Linked DNA regions of Anser cygnoides: region 2 is linked to region 1. The links are chromatin contacts, called in public Hi-C maps. All regions are on one chromosome and are shown on one strand. Each heading gives the region's core, a stretch centred on a gene start, on an enhancer-like site or on the middle of the called end of the contact. The rest is flanking DNA. Distances are from core to core; before and after follow the strand shown.

Region 1 (3,107 bases), core at 28-2,527:
CGCTGTTTATTGGAGCTGGTTATAAACTATCACGGTGATGAGAGCTTTGTAAATACCTGTGCTCATGAAACCTTGGTTAAAACACCTCGTGCTAGAGGAAAACCAGTCATTGCAGCATGGCCACACACATACGGATGCATGGCTCTTGGCGATGGCCGTGCTCAGGACACCCGCACATGTCACACACTGTGCACACACACGCACCCAGCCAGAGGTTGTTTAACCGGGGCTTTACAAACATTTTCAAAGCGCTTTACAAACAATTCATTAATAGATGACATATTTTTGCTAAAGGCACAACCAGCCCAACCAGATTTTATTACAGGTGTAAATAACGCTGAGTGTGTTTAAGTGTGAGCCTCATGTGTCCGCTCTTAATCCTGGGGACACCCTACAGGTCTGCTCAATTTCCCCTCAAAATTCATGAACCCTACGTCTGTACTTAGGAGAGGTACACAAACCCTACATCCGTACGTGTTTAGGAGAGGTATATAAACCCTACATCCGTACGTGCATAGGAGAAGTACACAAACCCTACACCTGTGCGTATTTAGGAGAGGTACACAAACCCTACATCCTTATGTGTTTAGGAGAAGTACACAAACCCTACACCCGTACGTGTTTAGGGGAGGTACGCCAACACCAGGAGGTGCTTGGAGCAGCACCCTAGGTTTCTCTGTCCCCGTGAAGGACCACCACCACCCAGATGTGTCCGAGATGCCAGACGTACAAGTGAGGGATGTGTTGGGAGAAAAGGTGGCAGCTTAGAGACCTGCCCTGTGGCCTGGCGAGGGAGAGGAAGGAGAGGAGGTAGAGGAGGGAGAGGAGGGAGGAGGCTGATGGATCAGCTCAGCCTGCCCCTGGGGAACCAGGCCTGGGCCTGGGCACCTCGGGGTGCCCCTCTCAGGCCCTGTCGCCGCCCTTCACCGCTGTGGGGACATCGGGGACCCAGCCCCGGGTCACCAAGCCCGGGGGGAGGCAGGGCAGGGCCGCTCGCTGCTCACAGCGGGGTCGCCGTGCCTGAAGTGGGGGGGACGCTTCTGAGGCTCCGCAGGGCCGAGGGGCTCCGGGGGGCTCCGGGGGGCACCCAGCGGGACTTTCCCCCCGGGCCGGGGCCGTAGCTGTGCCCGCCCCGGGAGGCTGGGAGGAGGCCGGGGCTCGGGGAGGCGCCGTCCCCTCCCCTGGGCAGTTTCTCGGCGCGGCGGTTTAAGAGCAGAGCCGCCCCCGGCCCCTCCCCGTTGGAGCCGGCCCGGGCGGCACGGCGCGGCCGGGGCCGGAGCCGGGGCCGGGGGCAGGTGGGGGGCCGGGGGGTCTCGGCCATGGCACGGTGCCGTGGTGGCTGTGGTGGCGGTGGCGGCAAGGGGGCGGCCGGGCGGCTGCTGGCCCTGTTGCTGGCCCTGCTGCTCGGCGGGACGCGGGGCTTCGGCGACGAGGAGGAGCGGCGCTGCGACGCCATCCGCATCGCCATGTGCCAGAACCTGGGCTACAATGTCACCAAGATGCCCAACCTGGTGGGCCACGAGCTGCAGGCGGACGCCGAGCTGCAGCTCACCACCTTCACCCCCCTCATCCAGTACGGCTGCTCCAGCCAGCTCCAGGTGGGTCCCAAACCCCCCCCCCCCCCAACCCTCCCCAAACCCCCCAAATCCCCCCCCCAAACCCCCTTCTCCAGAACCGGGAGCTGGGCGTTGTGCTGACATTTCCCCCATCTCCCCCGCTGCAAAGCCTGGAGGGAGCGGGCTGCAGCACAAGGCAGCGCTGTGTGGGCTTCCCAAGGGGGGAAAAAAGGGGGTCCTGCCATGCCCGGCCCGCAGAGACACCTCCACGGCAGCAGCCAGCTTGGACCCCCGCGTCCCCAACTCCCTGAAGCCCCCCCGGTGTGGCCACAGGCCCCCAAAATCGCCGTGTTTCCAAAGCTGAGCGAGCGGCAGTGTTTTATGGCCGGTGCGAGCCCGTCGGTGGCCCGATGGTGAAAGAGAGGCGCGTTCTTCCAGGAGGATCACAAACCGAAGTGATTCAGTAAATGCCTTTTCTTCTGTTTGTTTGCTAGCCGTGATATCCAGGCAGTGCCTTGAACAAAAATATGTATTTGTTTAAACCGCTTTAAAATATACTTTTTTTTTCTTTTTTTTTTTTTTTTCCTAAATTGCACCCTTGAGGTTTACATCTGGCTAAATCCCACTCGCTTTATTGAAAGTGATGGGCTAAATTTGCATGGAGCTAATCTGGGGAGTGAAATGTTCAGGCTTTGGCTTCGGACCACACTTGAACTGAAAGAAGGCAGCATTTTTAGGGTTTTTTCTCCCAAGTTTTTATTGTTCTTGGTTTATTTGTTTTATGCTGCTTCCTGTTTTTTAAGGCAAAGGACCAAAAATTACTGCTAAAAAGGCAAAAAAGAAAACTTGTTATGTTTTGACCTGTTGAATTTTCTCCTAACGCATTTGCGATTTGTGTTTCTCTCTTCCAGTTCTTCCTTTGTTCAGTCTACGTCCCGATGTGCACAGAGAAGATTAACATCCCCATAGGTCCCTGTGGTGGCATGTGCCTCTCTGTCAAAAGAAGATGTGAACCTGTTTTAAAAGAATTTGGATTTGCCTGGCCGGACAGCCTGAACTGCAGCAAATTCCCACCCCAGAACGATCACAACCACATGTGCATGGAGGGCCCGGGAGATGAAGAGGTTCCCCTTCATAGCAAGACATCCTTGCAGCCTGGAGAAGAGTGCCACAGCATGGGATCCAATTCCGATCAGTACATCTGGGTCAAGAGGAGCCTGAACTGTGTCCTCAAATGTGGCTATGATGCTGGGCTCTACAGCAGGTCAGCGAAGGAATTCACAGATATCTGGATGGCCGTGTGGGCTAGTCTTTGCTTCATATCAACTGCGTTCACAGTCCTGACCTTCCTGATTGATTCATCCAGATTTTCCTACCCGGAGCGCCCAATCATATTTTTGAGCATGTGCTACAATATTTATAGCATTGCTTATATTGTGAGGCTAACTGTGGGCCGGGAAAGGATATCCTGTGATTTTGAAGAGGCAGCAGAACCTGTTCTTATCCAAGAAGGTCTTAAGAACACAGGATGTGCTATAATTTTCTTGCTGA
Region 2 (3,379 bases), core at 200-2,699, 360 kb after region 1:
AAAATCGCTTAAATGCAACGCTTGGGGACTACAACACCAGCTTCGAGACGCTCAACACTGGCTCCGGGGAAGGGGGAAAACCCAGCGAGGAGGGCGAGGTGCTGCTGCCCAGTCACTGCCGGGCCGCCATGTTGTGCTGCCTGCTATTTATTTCCACGGGGCTCCTCCACTCGCCAGCCACGCTTTGCCCTTTTTTTTTTTATTCTCTCCCCCCCTTTCCCCCCCCCCAGCGGCTTTTGGTGGGGGCGAGTCCCAAACCCTCCCCCCTGCTACCGACACCCCTCCTCTGCGGCTGGGTGCTGGGGGAGCCCTTCCCCTCCCTCGAGTCCCCTGCTCCCTATGGTTTTTCATTGGGAAGGGGGGGGGGGGGGGAGGTGGGGTTGGGGAGGGGTTGGGGGAAGCAGCAGCCTTATCGAAGCCCCGCGGTGTTTAGGACGAGCTCCCGTGCTCCCTGACCCCGCCTGAGCCCCGCTCCCCTCCGCCCCCTGCTCTCCCGGCAGCGACCCCAAACTCCTGACCCTCTCCCCAATAATAAGTAAATAAATGAAAACCTCTGGGCTTCCTGTTTTCGGGGAAAGCCGTGCCCTCTCTGCTCACCCCTGGCTAGCCCACCCCTCTCCCTGTTTGCCTGCGAGCCCCCAGCCCAACCGCCCCCACCCCACCACCAGCCTTCCTCAGCCCCTCCTCCGCCCCCCCTTTCTCCTGCCCTAATTCCCCTCCTTCAGGCCCTCATCTCCCCCCTTTTCGCCTCCTCTGGGTCAGCTTCACCCCACCACCCCTCCTCGGGCCGTCTCCCCCACGCCCTTTTCCTTTCCCCTCCCCCTCCACCCTCCCCGAGGCCGCCCCTAACCCGCAGCCCCGGGCCGGCTTATCCCCCCAGCAGTATAGGTAGGAGTAGGAGTCGGTGGAATATAAAAACCTTGGCGATTTGCGCCTCGATCAGGGAGACGATGTCCTTGGCGAAGGGCACGTTCTCCTCAGCCAGGATGGTCAGCATGTTGATGTGCGGCTTGCTGTTGAACGTCAGGTCTTCCAGCGACGACTGGTAATCGCGACACGCGTCCTCCCGGGCCTCGCTGCTACCAGCGCTGCCCTCCGGGGCCGACATGTTCCTCCGACCGGGGCGCCCCGACCCCCACCGACCGACAGCCCCCTCCCCGCGATCTCCCCCCTTTCTTTTCCTTTTTTTTTTTTTTTTTTATGCTGCCGCCGCCTCCGCCGCCGAGCGATGCCGCCCCCCCCGCCGCTGCCGCTGGGCTTCCTCTACCGCATCCTTCGGGCCGCGGCTCCCTCCAGCCGCCGGCGCTGCTTGAGGTGCTCGTGCCGGTGCCGCGGGTGCCGCCGCGCCTCCGGTCGGTCGGCCGGCCGCCGGCTCAGTCCGGGCGCTCACAAAATGGCGGCGGCGGCTACGGCCCGCGGACCTCTGCCTCCAACCGTTGCGTCATGTGAAATTGCGCTGAGGGGAAAGGGGCCGGCGGCTTGGAAAGCCCCTTTTGTTCCCTCGCCGCCTCCCGATTGGCTGGCGGATCCCCTGCTCGAGCGCCGATTGGCGTGCCCGGCAGCGCGCCCGCCTTCGGGCGGTTGGGAACGCCTCTTCTCCCCGCTGATTGGTTTCTGCGCTCAAGGCCCGCGCTCGCCCCTGAAGGACGGCTCGCGATTGGCCGCGTTTCCCTACCCCCTTCGCTCCTCACTCGCTAGGCCTTGTCCTCCCGCCTTCCCTTTCCGCCCTCGAGCTCCGATTGGGGCCCCGCGCTCAGTCCCGCCTTTTCCTCCCGACCCTCGGTGCTGATTTGCGCCCCCGGCGAGGCCCCACCCGCGCCGCGCTCACTATTGGCTCATGGTTGCCATAGCAACGCGGCCTACCCGCCGCCGCCCCTGCGGCCTAGGCCCGGGGGAGAGGCCGCGGCCTGGTGGCCCCTCAGGGCCCCGCTCCGCACCCGCCTTGTCCCCTAACGGGGAGCTTGTGGCGATGGAGCCCGGCGGATGTGTGCAGCCACAGAATTCCCTCATCGGGAGGGAGGCAGCGCCCCCTGCTCTGCTCCCAGTCTGCCCTGTGCCTTTTTACCCCCAAAAAACAGGGGTTTAGGTCCTTGTGCCAGTCACTCCAAAAAAACAGGGGTTTAGGTCCTTGTGCCAGTCACACCTAAAAACCAGACAGCGTTTAGGTCAGAAATTAGAAGACACTTCTTAGTTCAGTTGTCCCTCTCAAGGGGTCAACGAGCAGCATTTGGGGCTTGCAAACTCCAAGGTTTGGAGGTAGCAAAACCTGCTCTTTTGTTATGGTACTTGCCCAAAGTTGATAACGCTCGGTTCTTAAGGTCCAGCTCTTCCTTGCCCCCTCTTCACATGTTACTTATTAACTGTGAGGAGCCGTCAGCAGGGCGAAGGAGGCCATGGGCAAATGCTTTGTTAAAATACACTTGCAAATTAAAGTACACTTGCAAAACGCTCCTGTCACAAAATCGTTTTTATAGGATGTCTGCATGTGCAGTAGAAAGCAAAAATTGAGACTTGGCAGATCTGTGGTAAAAACAGCTGTTTGCCCTTTTATCTCATAAAAAAAAACGTATTTTAGTTTCTATCTCAGCGTTCGCATCCTTTTCTGAAAAATGAGACCTTCAAAATGGGGAAGAGGGGGCAGGAAACGCACCGGCGTCTTTAATCTGCCTGTTTAATTGGATGTTCATGTTTGTTCCGGTACACCTCGAAATGCTGTACGTTGCACACACCACTTCTCCTTTGCAGTGTGCCATCGTAAGATCAGAAAATGAAACTCAAGTTTTTGTTTCCGTCCAACTGAAGCTAGGACTTCAAGGCTTTTTCTCGGTGTAAATGTTAGCCAGCTATTTGAAGACACGCTGCCTGTGACAAATATTAATCATGTACCAGGAGTCAAGCCATAATGTAAACTCAGTTTATTTGGCAAAAACAGTATATAGTGTTCAGCTCCTAGGGGAAAAATGTGGGGGTGGGGAAATCGAGCTCCTCCCAAAAGTACTATATTTGTAAGTTAGAATGCTCCCTCATAATAATTACCGGAGTAAAACCGATAAAACAAGCAAAACTGCTTTGATGAGGGTGTCATGTAGACCAAGGCCACCCTCAAAAGCAGATTTGCTGTTTATAAGTCAGCAACCAACGGAGGCTGGTGTGAGGCGAAGCAGTTATCAGCCCTCCGGAGCACACCCCCAGGATCCCTGAATCCACGCACACCCTGCATGCCTGAGCGCATCCAGTATTTCAGCGTGTTATTAGTTTGTCTTTACTGGTCGTAGGACGCAGCCAGTGGTACCTCCGCGAGGTCTGCCGGCTGTTAGCCCGTGAGGCCCCCATGCTAATGAGTTGTGGGAACACTCCATCCTGCAAGAGATTCGTGGAA

What was found. A called contact is a pair of places that touch in the nucleus more often than the background predicts.
Region 2: a contact with region 1 is called in a Hi-C map of liver, with 2.0 times the contacts expected there. The contact joins the promoter of PCF11 here to the promoter of FZD4 in region 1. A contact is called at or near these places in 2 of 7 Hi-C or Micro-C datasets (both in liver).

Annotation. Positions count from the first base shown.
Region 1 is chr1:203,961,471-203,964,577 of Taihu_goose_T2T_genome, forward strand. It overlaps FZD4 (frizzled class receptor 4), which reads left to right and starts at 1,278. Exons shown (of 2, transcript XM_048076515.2): 1 at 1,278-1,598; 2 at 2,468-3,107. The coding sequence starts at 1,320.
Region 2 is chr1:204,318,736-204,322,114 of Taihu_goose_T2T_genome, forward strand. PCF11 (PCF11 cleavage and polyadenylation factor subunit) reads right to left here and starts at 1,450. Exons shown (of 16, transcript XM_066989921.1): 1 at 920-1,450. The coding sequence starts at 1,108.